2 separate regions of the Gossypium hirsutum genome follow, and region 2 is linked to region 1. Evidence: chromatin contacts called from public Hi-C data. All regions are on one chromosome and are shown on one strand. Each heading gives the region's core, a stretch centred on a gene start, on an enhancer-like site or on the middle of the called end of the contact. The rest is flanking DNA. Distances are from core to core; before and after follow the strand shown.

What was found. Hi-C and Micro-C count contacts between places; a contact is called where the count stands out from the background.
Region 2: a Hi-C map of leaf shows a contact between it and region 1, with 2.5 times the contacts expected there. The contact joins the promoter of LOC107948924 here to the promoter of LOC107948888 in region 1. A contact is called at or near these places in 2 of 34 Hi-C or Micro-C datasets (both in leaf).

Annotation. Positions count from the first base shown.
Region 1 is chrA04:73,492,145-73,496,228 of Gossypium_hirsutum_v2.1, reverse strand. LOC107948888 (protein SRG1) reads left to right here and starts at 2,388. Exons shown (of 4, transcript XM_016883546.2): 1 at 2,388-2,657; 2 at 2,776-3,023; 3 at 3,113-3,437; 4 at 3,523-4,004. The coding sequence starts at 2,388. The coding sequence ends at 3,774. It overlaps LOC107948887 (hsp70 nucleotide exchange factor fes1), which reads right to left. Exons shown (of 6, transcript XM_016883545.2): 6 at 4,040-4,084.
Region 2 is chrA04:73,771,947-73,776,030 of Gossypium_hirsutum_v2.1, reverse strand. It overlaps LOC107948924 (subtilisin inhibitor), which reads right to left and starts at 2,247. Exons shown (of 2, transcript XM_016883586.2): 1 at 1,936-2,247; 2 at 1,460-1,838. The coding sequence starts at 2,011. The coding sequence ends at 1,609. It overlaps LOC107948922 (L-type lectin-domain containing receptor kinase S.4), which reads left to right. Exons shown (of 1, transcript XM_016883585.2): 1 at 1-652. The coding sequence ends at 430.

The DNA.
Region 1 (4,084 bases), core at 1,139-3,638:
TAGCAAGAAAATGCGTTAACTACATATAGTGATATATGCAATTCATTTATTATGCTTCATTGTTTTAATTCATTTCTTATTATTGATTCTACATGCAATTTGTTTCTGGTTATATCGAGCTCGTGGAGGGACAGATTGAACATATATAATTAGGGCTCAAATAATTTGTACTTAAGTTCCATCATTTCGCTTATTAATGACACGTTATTTAGTCATGAATCATTTCGCTTATTAATTACACATTATTTAGTCATGAAGTCATTCCACTAAAGTATCATGACTGAGCTCTCCATTATTATATACCATTACGAAATCTACTTATCAAGTGTTCGTCCAATGATCTTATCATAAATATATTAAACTCATAGGATATTCTTAATGTCTTTGGGATAAATTCTTTTTCCCAATATGATCATATTTTATCTTATGGTAACCATTACATCTTTCTGTTAAATCTAATGCCCTAAGTGTAGTATATTCATTTGTATATTTATATTTTTTTCAATCAGATTGGTTTAATAAAAATATCCATGAATTATATTAATATTTTTTTCATATTGTCCTTAATGGTTTTTGCATGCAAAGGAAAATGGAAGCAAATATTAGCTCACTGGTTATTTAATGTTTAACTAATTCTGAGCAGTACTACGTGGTCAGATAGTAATACGAAAAGACAACTTATATTAGTAGATGAACTTAAACATGTCCTTAGTCTAATCAGAAATGAGCAAATTGATTGAAAGACAAGTATGTCGTCTATAATCCAATTAGGGAGTTGACTGGATTGACAGTACATCGGACAGAACCAAGTGTAACAGATCATGAATCTGTTTATGGATTTAATCACTTGTGATGTTCAAAGTGTGCCATACCTTAACCCAAAGTGGATGGTGGACTATATATGCATGACTTGTATACTTTGATATAAGTAGAAGCCTGAGTTCAAATAGATAAGGAATCAAAAGTTGGTGTATTGGGACTTTTGCAGTATGTAGCATCATTCACAATAGTGGAACTCATAGCCCAAGGAATGGGTAAATGATATCCTCTCATTGGTATTACATGATAGATGAAAAGCAAACGTGGTCACGGGTCATTTGTCTTTATGATGGATGACTTAATTACTATTTGATAGTAATTACTTTTCATGAAGGAAGATGTAATGATTACCATGAAATAAAATAGGGTTATATTGGAAGAATGTATTTATCCTAAAGAGATTAAGAATATCATATGAGGGTAACACACTTATGATAACATTATTGGATGAGCACTGGTCGAGTAACTTTTGTAATGTTATGTAATTGGGGAGAGCCCAGCTACAATACTATAGTGAAATAACTTTGTGGCTGAGCCCGAAATTACCAATTAGATATCTAGTGATTTTCAGTTAATGATTATTTTAAGAGATTTCAAATAATCATCTTCTTTTAGAGAGAATATCATTTTATGGCAATCCTTTAATAATTGTTATATGTGATTGTGTGCATTCAAAACATGTTTTTGAATAAAAGGAAAGGATATTAATCTTTAATCCTTACATTCAAGTCGTTTTGAATAGAAACAAAAAGGACTTGTCAAAATAGAAACACAGCTAACTTTGTGTGATTTCAATTTTTGAGCAAAAATTCTTGAAATAGGTTTTTTAGGGGATTTTTCCGGTCGTAGTTGTCGGGTGGATCACGTAGAAACGTAGAGGCTAGGACTCTTTCATTGCAACTAAGGGTTGTGACATCGTGAGAGGAATCAACCCCATACCAATGCAGTTTTAGAGCGTTTAGAATATAATTTCAATCTTTCTCAACCCGTATCCGTTCTTGTACATGAATATTCATAAATTATTATCGCCGAAATTATTTTTCCTTTGCGACATAGGGTGTCTCAACGTTCCAACAGTTTCTAAGTAAGGAGCAAATAGATTAACACTTGGAGCTCGAAAGGGGCTTGCCTCTATTGACAATGACACATCGAAAAGTACATAAGTTGTAGTGTTTAACAATGTATAATTCTCCTCTGCCGTCCATAAAAGAAGAAAACGGAAAAACCCAAATTCAGTATGACAACTGACCTAAACTACTAAAATGGTATAGCTATTGTCTAATATCCATAACTCCAGATATCTTGAGGTGAAAATTTTCGTTTTATCGAACGGATCCCAAATGCATAGGGGGAGAAAGCCTTAGTAAACTAATATCCCATCCATGTAAATTACATTATAATAAAACCAAATTTCGGGTTAATACAATATCTAATTAGGAATCTTTCTTTTAGGGGAAGAGTAATATCCACTAGAGCTAACGGTTAAAAAATTAGCAAGGGCGGCTAACTTAAGCAGTAGACTATAAATAGGAAGAAAATGTGCCAGGGTCTCCACAATACGGGAAACCATGGGTTCAAATGGAACCTTTCTAGACAATGAAGAGGCACCCACTTATGCTCCATCAATTCCAGTTCCTAATGTTCAAGAGCTGGTGAGGAAGGATCCTTTTCAGGTTCCACAAAGATATGTTAGGAAAGTGGAAGATAGGCCAAAAGATACTGATACGTCATATCTTTCTTCATTTATTCCTGTCATTGATTTGTCTTTGCTGTTAATGGGAAACAATGAGGAGCTAAACAAACTGGATCTGGCTTGCCGAGAATGGGGTTTCTTTCAGGTATGTATTGTTAGTGAAAGAATATGAAGGGTAGGGTGTAAAAAATGAACAATATTTCAAGTATGACAAAGAAAAGTTGGCCGCCTTTTTAGAGTTACAATTGATGGAATTTTGGCAGGTGGTAAATCATGGAGTTGCAAAGCAAGTATCGCAGAAAATGAAGGATGCTGCAGCCGAGTTTTTTAAGCTTTCACTAGAAGAGAAAAACAAGTATGCCATGCCCTCAGACGACATACAAGGGTATGGGCATGCATATGTCGTTTCCGAAGATCAAATACTGGACTGGTCGGATGCACTCATACTTTTGGTTCACCCCTCACATTATAGGAAGCTCAAGTTTTGGCCCAATTCACCAAAAGGGATCCAGTATGTATTCAGATGATATGGCCGAATCATAGCACTTGCATTTTCCAGTTGTATTTGCGCTATGTTAATTCAAATATATTGTCATATAGGGAAATCATAAAAGAATATTCAAATGCAATCCGAAAAGTTGCAACTGAGCTCTTTCAATCATTTTCTCTGATCATGGGAATGGACAAGGAAGCTCTGCTTGGACTGCATAAACAATTGGTGCAAGCTTACCGAGTGAACTACTACCCTCCCTGCTCCAAACCTGACCAAGTACTAGGTGTTAGCCCACATTCAGACACAAGCACTATAACCATACTTATGCAGGAAGATGATGTGTGTGGATTGCAGATTAAGAATAACAACGAGTGGGTTCCGGTTAATCCAATCCCAGATGCACTGGTGGTGAATGTCGGCGATGTCTTTGAGGTAAATAAAACATGTTTTCATTGGTGTTGGTGTAAGCAAAGACAAAATTTGAGCTGACTTTTTTATTATTTTACTTGTGTGTCAGATATGGAGTAATGGCAAGTACAAGAGTGTTGAGCAAAGAGCAGTTGCAAATTATAGTAAGGCAAGAATTTCTTATGCATCATTCCTGTTTCCGCACGATGAGGTAGAGATTGAGCCCCCAAGTCACATGGTCGACTCAAAAACAAAACAGCAGCTTTATAAAAAAGTGAGATATGGGGAGTATTTGAGAAGCTCCATGAATAAAAAAATGGAGGGCAAAGCACATACCCAGATGGCTAAGATTGAAGGTTAAGAAAGTCAAATATGGGGAGTTTTGAGGACCAAGGCACACACCAGATGCATAGATTCAAACTCTCGCTTTAGTTTCTGTTCCATTTTTATAGAAAAGATCAATAACAGTAACCATCAAAGAGCAGTTTTTGTTCATTTCACCAAATGATACTTCACCGCTATTGTTGCCTCAAGTATCCATATCTTAATTAAAAAGAAACGGTCTAGAATTAGAATTTATCCCATACTTGAATGAACAACCAAAAAAAATAAGAAAGACACGAGTATTTACATGTCACTAATATTTTTTCCATTAAGCCAAAGGAGAATAT
Region 2 (4,084 bases), core at 998-3,497, 280 kb before region 1:
GCCAATTGAGCCGAAGGCCTTGCCTGAGGAATTAGTGTTGGTTGATTGGGTATGGGAGAAGTTCATACAAGGGAGACTCCTTGATGTGGCAGACATTAGGCTGAATGGCAAATATGATGAAGGTGAAATGTCGATGGTGCTTAAATTAGGCCTAATGTGTTCAAATGACATGCCGGTGGCACGGCCTACCATGAGGCATGTAGTGAGGTATCTAGATGGAGAGGCTGAACTGCCGGAAAGTTTGAGGCCGCCGGCATCATTTGACGGCAATAAAGGGTATGCAGAAGGGTTTGATGCTTTTGTGAATTCATTTGCGTCCTCATCTTTTGATAAAATGAGTTCAAATTCATTCATGGAAACTGGTAATGTTGCTACTAGTTTTGCTTCTCTTTCAACCTCTCCACTTTCCCTTCTTAGAGAAACTAGATAGTGTCTGAAACAGTTTTTTTCTTCTTCTTCTTTTTTTATCAATATATATTTTCTTCAATGACTGAGCTTGTATCATATGCAAAACTATGGGACATTTAACAAAGGGAAACAAAGACATTGATGTTTCACATGTTTGTAGCATCCTTAATTGCTTTATCTTCTGTAGCAAACTATGGTCGGGAAAAGTGTGATGTCATTAATAATTCTTTTTCTTACTAAGCTACCTCTGTATTTGTGATTTAACATCTGATGTCCTTTTATATTTTACGAGCATTATTGTCGTTAACTAGAATGTCTTAATTATGATTAATAGATGTCTAAAACTTTCCTTATTTTGGGAAGAAAGTAAGTTCCATAAAAATGTTGGAATTCGTAATTAGAAACTGGACTGCAAATTCACTAAGATTTAAAGGTAATACGGAACTTCATAAGCCTGAGATTGAAATGAGTATTAATTAAAACTGCGCAGACTTGCCATTCATTGGCTAAACATATGGAACAGTACTTCAAATATTGGGCTTAAGAAAGAAAAAAACAAAACAGAAGACCAATGTTAGGGTCATGACCATGTGCTAACTCTACCCTCTTGATATCAATTGTATATTTATGATTGAAAGAGGCCATGGAAATAGTGGGGTTGTTACAGTTAGAATCTTCTACTAGTGGCCTAGTGGCGCAGTGGGAGTTTGACATTTTAATAGGCAAACAAAAATACCCAAAGAACAAGACTCAAGATCACCACAGATAGATATCAGACAAAACCAAGACACACCAAATGAACCACCAACACCAAACCCATGGCTAAAATAAGCAAAAGGGGAGAAGACATTTGACGGTTTCCTTTTCTTTTATGGATGAAGAAGAAAAAGGTGATTGAATGCTGTCCATACTTCAGTACTTCACTACATTGATATAAGATGCTAAAACAATATCTCGGGGGACCACTTCTATCTTGCTTCATCTATTTTCTATTATGACCATCATCCAGTTGAATTTTCTGACTTTCCTACCCCATAACAAGAGAATCATCTGATTTCAACTATTCAACTCCAAATGAAAGTTCCAAGTTTTATTACATACGTTCATGCAAAAGTTTTGCTCATTGTTTACCTGTGATTCTAATGATGTCTTAACAACTATGACGTTGTAATATTATTCTCGAAAGCAAACAAGTTAGATTTAGCCAATTCTTGGAGGCCTTTCAACTTTTCCTGAATGGTCAAGATATAATCGAACCCTTCCATGGTTGAAATCCATGGTAACAAAGCAATTAGCTTGGACCACCTGAATCTGGACTCTTGGCATGTCTTCCTTGATCTTTCTCTCTGCTTCCTCAGGGGTAAGGCCTACTAACTCAGGCCATTCCATTTTCGGAGCAGTGCTTGGTCCAAGCAATGTCCCATAAGTTCCTGCATTTAACATCCTATAAATGAGTCTACCACTAACTATCAAATTATAACTCAAATAATTTGAATGATCTAAGACGATGGGAGGCGACCAACTTACTTGGTAAAACCGGCGCTGAGTCTGTTAATTCACCAGGTTGTTTGTCAGAGGGTTCAGTTTGCTGCTTCTCAGCCATGGAAAAGCAATGGTATATTTGGTGACTTATGAAGGGACGGGGGGGTTCTTGTTTAAATGTCCTCTTCTTGATTGATTTTATCAAAGTTCAATCTTTGGTTTTGCCACATGGAGAGTTTTCCTGACAACTCCTTCATATGGCGGGCATGGAATTTGATTATTACTATGCGGTGCACGACAAGAATGTCACTCGTCCTGCCAGGAATAAGGCCGGCTTGTTAATGTTGACTCTCTTGTGAAATTGAAAATTTTATTAGGCTTGAAATGCAGGGACGATGGTCAGTGGCCCAAAAGTATGAACCTTCACAAGAATGTTAAATCTTCATGAAAGGCTTGTTTAAAACACCACATCCGCTAGGCCCAAAATAATTTGATATCAAAATGTTCATGAAACCATGGCCCGTCTAATCAGCACATCCACATTGGACTGGCCCGACAGTTTGATCTCTCTGGGTCAATTATGCAACTAAATTTAATTGGATTATGAAATACTCACGATATAGATGAAAAAAAAATTATGTAAAAATATATTTATAAAAAAATTACTTCAAACACAAATAAGATTTTAGTTGAAATGACAAAATTTGAAGCTAAGGATGACAAAATTTGAAACATCCAATAAATTTTGAACTAATCCTTTTATTTTTTGGAAAAATGGATGTGACATGATATGCAATAAATTTTTTTGGACAATGGATATGGAGTAGTTATAACAATTGTTTATCCTGCCCTACTATATAAAACTATCATTTTGTCATATATATATATAACAATGAACAAGATAAAAATGTAAAAAAAAAGTGTTATAAGAAAACCTCGTATATTTCAAGTTAAAATATTTAAAAAAAAATTATGGTCAAATATTTATTTTTCTTTAAAAAATTGAAAATAGTAGAAATAACTAGTAAAAATTAAACTGAAGCGAAGCAGGACAAGAATGGATGCATCCAATATTCATGGAGATTGTAATTGTCTTTAACATTACACATCCGACCTTTTCGTTCCGCTTATAATAAAAGTATATAAAATTGATGATTGAGATTTAATCACAAACCTATAATATTAAATTATATTATAGTTTTTTTACAATGAAATACTTAACAAGTACTCTAAGAATTGTACCCTTGGGAAGAATTGTACCCTTGGGGAGAATTATTGGCTAAATCCTTTGCTAAATTCGAACACTCGAGCACTACTGAAGTAAATTACCAATCTAATCGAATTGAGAGTTATCAACCTAGCCGATTAACATTTCCATTAGGTTTACATTAAGCATTAAAATACTAAAAGCTAAAATCAACTCTCAACTAATAACTTCACCAACAAGCTTAAGTAATTGTAGATTGATTCACCTAATGACTATGGAACGAAATGCTAAATTAAATCCTTGTAAGATCACTAGCCCTAGGTCATTCTAGTCTCTCAACTTACCCCCGATCATAAGGTTTTCCATTTAACCATAGTTCTTGCCTATAAATTCAGCCTATGATGGATTTCTTGACTTAATGACACTCGAAAAAGTTAAAGAGTTTAGGCTTTAGGGTAAATCAATCTATTCCCAACTAAGGTTAGTCTCTATTCTCCCTAGCCTAGATGCACGCTTTAGGTTGTCAAAATAAAACATGTAAGCACATCAATTTAACACATGCAAACATACAATTGATCAATTTAATGCAATAGTCGACATCATTGGCCATTAAACTTCAATTAACCATTTAAGCTAGTTACCCAATTGTGGAAAGATGAACTATGGCAAAATCATTAACATACATCACATTTTTGTTGGAAAATCGATACAGAAAGTAAGTTTATTTGCATAATTTTTTTTAAATATTTCATAAAATCGAGCTTTTGTGTTATCTATGACAATAAATTTTCACAAATTTAGTACATGTGTTATTCACTTAATAGGATTTGTCGATTCTTAGCTTTTAACCAATATAATCTTCTTCGCTATTCTCAAACCCTCAATTACTTAGAGAGTGGACTCTAATATCCAAATTGGTCAGGCAACGAAAGCTTTAACCTATATATAGTGAAAAATCACAAGAGTTCTACTAACATAATAAGAGAC